Regions from separate parts of the Bos taurus genome. Here region 2 is linked to region 1. A link is a contact called in public Hi-C data. All regions are on one chromosome and are shown on one strand. The core of a region is the stretch at or near the end of the contact, and the rest is flanking DNA. Distances in the headings are between cores, read along the strand shown. Region 1 holds the start of CCDC82 (coiled-coil domain containing 82). Region 2 holds the start of CEP57 (centrosomal protein 57).

Region 1 (6,029 bases), core at 2,626-5,125:
TACTAGATATTAAAGTTTAAAACCACACAGCTTAACAGTCATGTTGACTTTACCACTAGGTGGCAATGATACAGCTGTATTTCACTGACAAGGTTAATTTAAAAACTGAGCAAATACAGAAATTCCAATATTTTTAGTACATATTTTCATTTTAGAAAAATGAAAAATACTTTTATATACAATTTAACTTACACCAGAACATGTAATTATCTGATTCAATATGTATGCTAATTTCTGACGCTTTCTCTTCCGAGGCAATTCATGAAACAAACAATTTTAAACAGTTGTTGACACAGGTAAGTCTTTTTTAAAAATCTGAACATACATCATAAAGAGAACAGAAATTATGGAAAGCTACAAATATTTCTGAAACTTTAGAATTCACTTTAGAAAGCTTTAGAAAGTCACTACAAAATGCAAGTGTTTCAGTGAAAAAGTTTAAACATTTCAAAAATGACTTTTTTAAAATTTAGGGCCAAAACTTTTAAATTACAAATGAAATTAATATTTATATAGGCAAAGTCTTTTCAATGCCTTGAGTAAACCTACATTGTTAAACAAGTATCAAAATTCTGACAAATGAAATACCATTTTACAAATGTTAAAATAATTGTGATGAAATTCCTTAGAATCTGTCACTTTCCATAATTATTTCAGCTTTCCTCATAACAGATCATAATTTATGGCTTATTAAAAATAAAAACTCTTTTTCATTCTTTTCACATAAAGGAGAAATTATCACCAAACTTTTCAAATTATAACACTTCAAGTATATAGTAAAAAAGAAAAAAAAACTTACAAATACCCAAAATATTCCCTCACATATAGGTGGGTGCTCATATCACCATAGGTAACTTTACAAAACCTGTCCTATAATTAGATGAATAAATACTAGACCTATACTGTTATCCAATTAATAATACAATAAGATCCAATTAAAACAAGTCTATTTATTCCCTTTTTATAAATAACCTAAAGTTCCCCAAATTTTCTCCTCCCTGTTTCTACAAATGAATAAGTCAGAATATCAGCTTTCCAATAGTTTGCTAAGTTTTCTAGCTTTCGAAGTTAGCAACCACTTCCTATATTTATTTCATTTCCAGAGAAATCTTCCCTCTAAAACAAAGAAAAGCATGATTCCTAAGTTATTAATTCACAGATCAGTTTTCTCATTTTGAATTATTATAGATCACTCATTCCATCATTGTATACAAATATACAAATAATCACTTAAGATGGTTAGCACAATAAAAGATTACTGTGGCTGCCCTCACACAACAAATAAAAGATTCCAGGAAAGTGCTCTACCTGTTCACTGTTACCTGTAACTTCTGCTAGAAAATTTATGGAATACCACTGTAATGGAAGGGATAATTGTAGATCTATGAAAGTGAATACATATGCGTATGTAACTTACACCTATACAGAATCAGCTTCTGATTACACAAATAAAGGGACAGATGCTACAAAACACATAATCCTTAAACTGCTTCAGATATCTATATTTCACAGGGCTGTGTCTGAGAACTCAGAACACCAAGAAAAGCCATATTGCAAAGAAGTCAAGAGTTACACAATTACCAAAACAATACTAACACTGATACGCCATTACTGACTTGAGTTTGCCATCTTTTGTTTATTTCTGATGGTGGCTCGAAGTTTACGAATCACCAGTCTATCAGGCAGAATCATATCACCTTGTTGTTCTAGATAATCCAATAAATTTTCAGTCCATTGGAGAGCAGCTGCATGATTAATATGTTTCTCTGGAATCAGTTCTATTTCCTCCTCCTCATTTTCACTGGATTCATCTGTGTGACCTTGTGCTCTTTTGATGATTTCGCTGTCAGTTAAGACTTCATAGCCTGGTTCAGTACTGTCCACTTCAAGCCATTTTTCAATGTTCTCAGTAGGCACATTTTCCAATCCTTTGGTGTGTTGTAAAATGGTAGCGATGGCAGCCACTGAGATATCTTCTTCATCGAAGTCCAGGCCTTCTTTCTCCTCTATGGTAGGGAGAATCTTCTTCCATGCTCTGCTGATGGTAACTGGCTTTACTAAATTCCATGCCATTGCTATTTCATAAAGTGCATCTAGTAGAGTTAGCTTCTTCCAGAATGATCTCAGGTCATTGCCTTCTTCCAAGTTGTTCTGGAGAAGACGTGCTCGGTAGTTCCTCTTCATTGTAGCTATGACTCCCTGATTCAAGGGCTGAATCAACGAAGCCACATTAGGTGGTAAATATTTAGCAAATATTTGGCCATCATCTGACCTGAGGACGTTTTCATTTGGATGTGTTGGTGAATTATCCAACAAGAGTACAGCCTTTTCTTGCAACCCTTTGGATCTTAAGTGCTCTCGAACTTGGGGCACAAAGATCTTATCAAACCACTGTCGGAAAATGGAAAGATCCATCCATGCGCCTTTTTGGCTGAAATAAGAGACTGGCAGGTTTGAGGTGTCAGTTGACTTGAAGGAGCGAGGTTTCTTTGCTTTCCCCACAACACAAAGCTTAAGTTTGTGTAAACCTGTTGCATTGGCACAACACATGATAGTGACTCTTTCTTCCATTGACTTGTGCCCAGGGACTGTGCATTTACCTTTGATTACCGAAGTCCTGGAAGGCAGGCATTTCCAAAACAGTCCAGTTTCATCTGCATTGTAGATTTGCTCGGGCTGCAAATTCTCTCGTTCAATATAGTCTCGAAAGTTGCTGCAAAAATCCTCCACAGCAGTCTCATCTCCACTTAATCTTTCGTTTCTAATATTGATCTCTCTAATGCTGTGCCGCTGCTTAAAACGAGTTAACCAACCAGCAGAGGGGTTAAAATCACCATCCATTCCCAAAGCATAAAAGAAGAATTCTGCCCTTTTTGCGCAAATTGGTCCAGACACGGGATTCCCTTTTGCTCTTTGCTGGTTGAACCATTCTAGCATCGCTTTGTCCAGTTCCTCATACATGGATGGTTTCATAGATTTCCTCTTAGCCAGAAGACTTGTGGAGTCTGAACTGCTTGCGTAAGTTATGATCTTTTCCTTATTTTTCCTTATATCTCGAACGGTCGTTTCACCAATTCCATAAATCACTGCCAGTTGTTTGGAAGAACCTCCATCTTCAAGTTTCTTTATTATATCAAGCTTATCTTTAATGGTCAACACCACACGCTTCCGTTTCCCTGACATGGTGAGGCTGTGGGACTCAGTTCCCACACTCACACGGAAGCAACCCACAAAATTCTACCTACTCTCACTGACTCACTTTAACACAGCCTTACACACTCACTCTTTCAACCTCACAGGGAACCCGGTGGCCCTGACCCCGTCCCTAGCTGGGCTTGGCCGGCGGAAGTTTCAGGGCTCAGGCCTTTAACTTTACTTGGGCAGCAGAGGAGGCCCAAGTCACCGCGGATAATCCGGATTACAAACATTTGTTTTATTCCCCCAGAGGCCTCGAGAAAGACTATCTCCCCATCGCGACCACAAACCTCCTTCAGGCCCAGATCGCGGGTCAACAGCCGTCACTAACCCCTGCCACACCCCAAAGTTACCGCCGAGAGCGGAAGAGTCAGGGAGTCGGGGACTGGCCCCCTTCCCCAGAGGGACGTGACGCTGGATTCCTTCCCCAGCAACCAGACCTTTCCACAGCAAGCCCCACTTCCCCGCGTCGGGCTTACTTAGTCTGCACAGTCCTCCCGGCCCCTCACAAGCCCGCCGAGACCCTCTCCCAACCTCAGTCGAAACCAGGACCCCTCGGCGGCGCCCTGCCTAACGCGCGGCAGCCGCTCCTCCCACTAGCGCACGCTCCCGGAAGACGCCCCCTCCCGCCACGCGACCCCGCCCCTCGCCCCGCCCAGAGGCGGGACTTCCCTTGGCTCCCGGAAGGAGGGGGAACGTCGCCTGTCCGGACTTGGGTACCTAGGCGGAGGCGGAGGTTGGGGAGGTTTGAAAGGTGAGAGCGCGGGGGCGGCGCGGGCTCCCTTGGGGCGGGGACTCGCTTTCGCTTCTGCTGCTGACGGTTTGTTCGAGGGGCGGGGGAAGCCGCGCCTCGCAGCCTGCAGGAGGGAAACGTTCCCGCGGGCGCTCTCGGGGTGGGCGGGACTGCTCCCCGCCCTGCGCTTCGCTCCTCGCGCGCGCCGCGGGGATTGCGGCGGGCTGGTCGCCCGCTCCTTCCGCGAAGGGGAAGTGGGCCGGCCGGATGGGCGGGACGCAGTGGGTGACTTCGCGCGCTTCTCTGGTGTTTCCAGGTTCTCGTTTCTGGGGGTCGAGCTCCTGTAAGCTCTGGGTGTCTGTGACGTTCCGCGCGGGTTCTCGCCAAGCCGTGTCGGAGGGTCCCGCGTCCCAGCTGCGGCGCCCTTCCCATCAGGTGGCGAGTGGTGGGCGGGCGGGCTTGCTGCGCCAGGCGTCTGTGCCCCGCGGAGGAGCCAGGTTTGTATCACGAGATACAACCAGAGTATCTGGTGTTGTGCTCTGGTGTTAACTCCGAGAGGCTCTGTTCCTTCCTCAGCCCCTCAGCCCCACTCTATTTAGCGAACCGTCTTCAGGGTTATAGACTTCGGTGAATGCTGTAGTAGTCCGGGATGCTAGCTGGCAGGATTCACTGTATGCGAAATTGTGGAATACTGAACTGTGAGCCTCAGTGGGGGACATTGGCTTTTTCTATATATTTCTTGCTATTTTCCTACTTCTGTCGTGTAGTGCTGCCCTGTTTTAGTGGAAGAACTATGATACATTTGTTCCCAGCAATACGGTAAAAGCAAAAAAAAAAAAAAAAAAGGAATCATATTCTGTAGTCCTTAAATCATGTATTACTCTGGCTTGTTTAGATGCTCCTTTCATCAGATTGTGAGCTCCGTGGGAGCAGAGACGGTGTCGTTAAATTCTTGAGAAACGCCACAGCTCCGAATTGGTGCTAGCACATAGTATATGCATTCAGTGCTTTGGTTTGTTACGGTTTCCTGTCCAAACTGTCATACAAAAGGAAACCTTAAGGAGGGGTCATGTTTTTCAGATAGGGCGCATCCCTTCTGGTAGAATTTCAGGTAATGGTGGGAGTTCCACTGCCTTTCAAATTTTTAATTTTTAAACTATCACCTACATTGTTCATAGGGCAAGTGGGTGATTCTTAGAATGAATCTTTTTTTGATAAATTAATCTCAAAATCTAGAATAAAGGATATTTCTTCTGATGAGAAGTTCAGGTAGCATCAAAGTACCCCCTTTAGTTACCCCTGTGTTAGAGAAAGAGCATAAGGCTTATGGGTTATCGCCCTGACATTCTTTGGCAGACAAGATAGTATGTGCATCTTAAGTGATTTTAACCATGAAGCACAAAGATGCGATAGTACTGATCATCTTCATTCACTTATTTAATGCTTTCTGTTTGGAGCCTCTGTTTTTCTCTTTGCCTAAAAGGTAAGGTATTATTAAAACTTTGCTTAAACAATGATTTCAAGAAATTGAGTGTATACTCAGCCTATGTAGAAATTACATCCATTTGCCTGGACTGTTTTCTGAGTGAATTCTAATGCTCAAGAGATGTTTTACCATCAACCTTTCATTTGTCTCCTCAAGTTCAGTTCACTCACCTTTTCCCTCTGTCATCCTTCTTCTCTCCCCAGCTCACAAAGTAAAAGTATCCACAATTTAAAAAAAGAGCCAGCCATAATCAAATTATCTTTTTCAATGACAGAATTTGGGACATTATTGACATTAAACAGCAGTTTTGAAATAGGAAAGAGGCCCTGGAAATTTGGCACTTGGCCAAATGAAATTTTATTTGTTTATATAAAGTTTGCCTCCTCAATATTCAACACTGAAGTTTTCCAAAATCAATTTTTTTCTCACCAGAGACTACCTTTCTTTGGAATCTTTACATTTGGATTCAATGGGGAATCCCTTAAATTTTGTGATCGGTGTCATCAGTATGGTGGTAGAGGGAAGCCTTCAAATTTTCATCTCTGTTGCACATTCTTGTTTTGCGTTTTGGATAAATAATTTATAGTTTCTGGCCTAACTCCTGTGCTCAGTTAC
Region 2 (5,600 bases), core at 3,089-5,588, 640 kb after region 1:
CGGTCATGGTGGAGAGTTCTGACAAAATGTGGTCCACTGGAGAAGGGAATGGCAAACCACTTCAGTATTCTTGAGAACCCCATGAACGTTATGAAAAGGCAAAAAGACAGGACACTGAAAGATGAACTCCCCAGGTGGTAGGTGCCCAATATGCTACTGGCGATCAGGGGAGAAATAACTCCAAAAAGACGAGAGCCAAAGCAATGAAGAGATGGAGCCAAAGGAAAAACAACACTCAGTTGTGGATGTGACTGGTGATGGAAGCAAGGTTCGATGCTGTAAAGACCAATATAGCATAGGAACCTGGAATGTTAGGTCCATGAATCAAGGCAAATTGGAAGTGGTCAAACAGGAGATGGCAAGAGTGAACGTCGACATTTTAGGAATCAGCGAACTGAAATGGACTGGAATGGGTGAATTTAACTCAGATGACCACTATATCTACTACTGTGGGCAAGAATCCCTTAGAAGAAATGGAGTAGCCATCACAGTCAACAAGAGTCTGACATGCAGTAGTACTTGGGTGCAATCTCAAAAACGACATAATGATCTCTGTTCGTTTCCAAGGCAAACCATTCAGTATCACAGTAATCCAAGTCTATGCCCCGACCAGTAATGCTGAAGAAGTTGAAGATGAACAGACCTAACTAACACCCAAAAAAGATATCCTTTTCATTACAGATGACTGGAATGCAAAAGTAGGAAGTCAAGAAATACCTGGGGTAACAGGCAAATCTGGCCTTGGAGTACAGAATGAAGTAGGGCAACGGCTAATAGAGTTTTGCCAAGAGAATGCACTGGTCATAGCAAACACCCTCGTCTAACAACACAAGAGACGACTCTACACATGGACATCACCATCAACACCCAAATCAGACTGATTATTTTCTTTGCGGCCGAAGATGGAGAAGCTCTATACAGTTGGGCTAAAACAAGACCAGGAGCTGACTGTGGCTCAGATCATAAACTCCTTAATGCCAAATTCAGACTTAAATTGAAGAAAGTAGGGAAAACCACCAGACCATTCAGGTATGACTTAAATCAAATCCCTTATGATTATACAGCGGAAGTGAGAAATAGATTTAAGGGACTAGATCTGATAGAGAAGCGAAAAGCAAAGGAGAAAAGGAAAGATACATCCATTTGAATGCAGAGTTCCAAAGAATAGCAAGGAGAGATAAGAAAGCCTTCCTCAGTGATCAGTGCAAAGAAATAGAGGAAAACAAAAGAATGGGAAAGACTAGAGTTCTCTTCAAGAAAATTAGAGATACCAAGGGAACATTTCATGCAAAGATGGGCTCGATAAAGGACAGAAATGGTAGGGACCTAACAGAAGCAGAAGATATTAAGAAGAGGTGGCGAGAATATATAGAACTGTACAAAAAAGATCTTCATGACCCAGATGATGATGATGGTGTGATCACTCACCTAGAGCCAGACATCCTGGAATGTGAAGACAAGTGGGCCGGTGGAGGTGATGGAATTCCAGTTGAGCTATTTCAAATCCTAAAAGATGATGCTGTGTAAGTGCTGCACTCAATATGCCGGCAAATTTGGAAAACTTAGAAGTGGCCACAGGACTGGAAAGATCAATTTTCATTCCAATCCCAAAGAAAGGCAATGCCAAAGAATGCTCAAACTACCGCACACTTGCACTCATCTCACATGCTAGCAAAATAATACTCAAAATTCTCCAAGCCAGGCTTCAGTAATATGTGAACCGTGAACTTTCAGATGTTCAAGCTGGATTTAGAAAAGGCAGAGGAACCAGGGATCAAATTGCCAACATCTGCTGGATCATTGAAAAAGCAAGAGAGTTCCAGAAAAAATCTACTTCTGTTTTATTGACTATGCCAAAGCCTTTGACTGTGTGGATCACAATAAACTGTGGGAAATTCTGAAAGAGATGGGAATACCAGACCACCTGACCTGCCTCTTGAGAAATCTGTATGCAGGTCAGGAAGCAACAGTTAGAACCAGACTTGGAACAACAGACTGGTTCCAAATAGGTAAAGGAGTACATCAAGACTGTATATTGTCACCCTGCTTATTTAACTTATATGCAAAGTACATCAAGAGAAATGCTGGGCTGAATGAAGCACAAGCTGGAATCAAGATTGCCAAGAGAAATATAAATAACCTCAGATATGCAAATGACACCACCCTTATGGCAGAAAGTGAAGAACTAAAGAGCCTCTTGATAAAAGTGAAAGAAGAGAGTGAAAAAGTTGGCTTAAAGCTCAACATTCAGAAAACTAAGATCATGGCATCTGGTCCCATCTCTTCATGGTAAATAGATGGGCAAACAGTGACAGACTTTATTTTGGGGGGCTCTAAAATCACTGCACATGGTGACTGCAGCCATGAAATTAAAAGATGCTTACTCCTTGGCAGGAAAATTATGACCAACCTAGGCAGCATATTAAGAAGCAGAGACATTACTTTGCCAACATAGGTCCATCTAGTCAAGGCTATGGTTTTTCCAGTAGTCATGTATGGATGTGAGAGTTGGACTATAAAGAAATCCGAGCACCAAAGAAAGAGATGCTATTGAACTGTGGTGCTGAAGAAGACTCTTGAGAGTCCCTTGGACTGCAAAGAGATCCAACCAGTCCATCCTACAATCAGTCCTGAATGTTTACTGGAAGGACTGATGTTGAAGCTGCAATTCCAATAGTTTGGCCATGTGATGCAAAGAGCTGACTCATTTGAAAAGACCCTGATGTTGGGAAAGATTGAAGGTGGGAGAAAAAGGGACAACAGTAGATACGATGGTTGGATGGCATTACCGACTCAATGGACATGAGTTTGGGTAAACTCCAGAGTTGGTGATGGACAGGGAGGTCTGGTGTGCTGTAGTCCATGTGGTGGCAAACAGTCGGACACTACTGAGTGACTGAACTGACTGATATAATCTCATCCATCTACTTACACGTAATAGGCTAAGCTTGTCTTTTATCTTCCCTTTTACTGACTTAGTTCCTGGATAACTCCAGTTGTCACCTTCCTTCTTTCCTGTTAATCTTCTCTCACCTCTCCACACACTTCATTGTGCCTTCATTGTGCTGAAACCCTGAAAACCACTTCTGGCCTCAGTAAAACAAATTTTAGCAACAGTCACCAAAAGGTGAAACTGGGAAAAGGTGTATTTTCGCCAAAGTGATTCTGCTGTTACTGTCTCCCTAAATTTTTCCCCATTAACTTCTATGACAATCTTACCCTAATATTCTCCCTCTTTTGTCATATTTTAACAATTCACCTAACCGAACTCTACCTTCACACTACCTCTGCCTATTTCAAATTATTTCAAGTTTTCTGAAAGCACTTGTCTTGACACATATTCCAAATTGCCTGCGGTGCCTTTTTCTCCTCCCTTTGCGTCTTCTGGGACAAGCATTTCCTATTCCTTCACCACTCAGCTAGTTTCATCTTCCCCACCCCAAGAACTGCTAATCACTTTAACGTAGGTTCTTCTACCAGGTTGGTATTTATCAAACTGTACTGTGTAACAACCTAATTACATGTAGCTTCTCTTCAGTGCTTTCTTCCTTAGTAGCAAGGATTCTCCCCTATTCATCTGTGTAATCCTAGAGTCTGTCTGTATGCCACTCAGGTTTGCTAGATAAAGAGCTAACTTGAACTTCTGCACATTCATTACTGCCTATCTACTCCCAATGCGAAGGGTCCCGCTCCAACAAAATACTAGTACCTTAACAGGCTAGCGATTCTTCTAGAGGCCAATACAGTATTTAACATCAGCTCTCCCTGCTGATTTGCAACCCGGGGTCATCGTAATATGGTGGAAGCGGGAAGAGCGCGCGCGCGCTCGGGGTAGGCTAAGCACAAATCGAAGTTTCTGGGAGGAAGGGAGGAGGCACTGAAAGCAAAGAAATCCGCAGAAGCACTCGACTGCGTACAATTCAATAGCTGCCAATCAAGCCGACGAACTAGAGCGCCCACCTGGTCTCGGAGTTTCCAAGAGGGGCCGTTACACCCACGTGACCCGGGAACGCGGTTTTCGCGGGCCAAGGTGTAGGTAGCCATCCCTGCGAGTCCAGGCAACGTTCTGCAAACCAGGGCGGCTACGCCGAAAGGTGACGGGGGGGAGAGACAGACCTGAGTCGTCTCAATTGCAGGGTGCAGCCTCAAACGAAGCAGTGGGCGCCGAGGCAGCAACGGGGCCACCCCGCGGACTGGGGGAGACGCGGGACCGAGAGCGCTCTGAAAAGTGAGATAATGCACAGGGGGCACTGGGACCGACTCAGGGTCTGTTCGGAGGTCAACGGCTTCTTACCGAGAACTGAGAAGCCGAAGTCTCAGAGACCGATGCTGCCGCCATCTTCCAGCCCGCCCAGGGGAGCTCCGCAGCCCCGGCACGCTCTGGGTTCGCGTGGCTGTTCTTCAAGATTCGCGAGCCGCCCGCCAGGGGCGACCCTGAGCCGAACCCCTGATGGAAGGAGCTAGGGTGCTGGTGCCGGGTCTGGAAACCCCTGCCACACACCCCCAGCGGGACGCCCACGCTCGGAGCGCACACGGAAAGGACCACACGCCCTAACGGACGTCCTGAGCAGCCAATCAAGAGAGCAGGCGTCTTCCGCTGGCGGGAGAACCCGCCTCTTCCCTCGGTGACGTCACAAGGTAGCTCGTCGCTGACAGATCGCCGCCGGGACGCGGCGGGCGACCGGGCGGCGCTCCTGCGCAGAGGCGGGCCTTCTCGAGGGGGAAACCTGGGCGAGGGGTTTTGGTGTCTCCAGTGGCGAGTGAGTCGAATGGGATAAAATAAAACCGAATTCGAAGCTCAAAACTCTCCATCACTTCCCTCGGGCTAAACGCCGGAGAGAGCTTGAGTTTGACCCGGGGACGCCTCTCCAGGTGAGGTACTTCCCTTTCGGCCAATAACAAATACGATAAGGAGGAGCCTAGAGATTTGGTCCAATGGAAGTCAAGGGGAGAAAAAAAAAAAAAAAGAGTCGGGGCAGAGAGTAAACCTCCACAAACAACTGCCCAATTAGATTGGGAGCTCCCACGCAAACCTGGGACTGGCTGCTGGAAATAGCCGCGACCGGGGCCTCGGGGCGGGGCAAGTTTAAAGCTGCTTTCGCGCGCTGAGGCCGTCTGGCTGTTATTGGCCAGCGACGTCCTCCTTTTGTGGGCGCGCCCGGCGTAGCGGGGGTCAGAAGCTAGGCGGGGCGGCCGAGTGACGCAGTCGCCGCCTCAGCCAATCAGGGGTGGGGAAGGGGAGGCCGAGGAGGAAGCGGATCTGCCGCCGCGCAGCTAAACCGCAGCGAAACTCCCCGCTTCGTCTCCCTCCGCCGCTCTCGGGGCCTAAGCGGGAGCGGCTGGGACGGCGTCACTGGGTGGGCTGGGGCGGAAGTGGAGGCGGAGGGAGACGGCTGTGGCCGCGGGGCCTCGGGCTCTGGCGGCGAGGGTCTGGTGGGCGCGAGGCCGAGGCCGAGGGCGGGGGAGGAGGAGGAGGAGCCCGCGCGGCCCGGGCGGCGGCGGCGGCGGCGGCGGCGCCCGAGTTCCCCGTGGGGCCCCGCCTCGGAGCGGGCGGCGGTAGAGGAGGAGGCTGAGGAGCAGGATGGCGGCCTCGGCCCTGT

The links. A called contact is a pair of places that touch in the nucleus more often than the background predicts.
Region 2: a Hi-C map of liver shows a contact between it and region 1, with 2.2 times the contacts expected there. The contact joins the promoter of CEP57 here to the promoter of CCDC82 in region 1. A contact is called at or near these places in 2 of 11 Hi-C or Micro-C datasets (liver and an unstated tissue).

What each region holds. Positions count from the first base shown.
Region 1 is chr15:13,848,115-13,854,143 of ARS-UCD2.0, forward strand. It overlaps CCDC82 (coiled-coil domain containing 82), which reads left to right and starts at 3,876. Exons shown (of 10, transcript NM_001046094.2): 1 at 3,876-3,949; 2 at 4,245-4,425. JRKL (JRK like) reads right to left here and starts at 3,793. Exons shown (of 1, transcript XM_005215769.5): 1 at 1-3,793. The coding sequence starts at 3,183. The coding sequence ends at 1,609.
Region 2 is chr15:14,484,276-14,489,875 of ARS-UCD2.0, forward strand. CEP57 (centrosomal protein 57) reads right to left here and starts at 4,339. Exons shown (of 11, transcript NM_181450.1): 1 at 4,295-4,339. The coding sequence starts at 4,339. It overlaps FAM76B (family with sequence similarity 76 member B), which reads left to right and starts at 5,582. Exons shown (of 10, transcript NM_001206303.1): 1 at 5,582-5,600. The coding sequence starts at 5,582.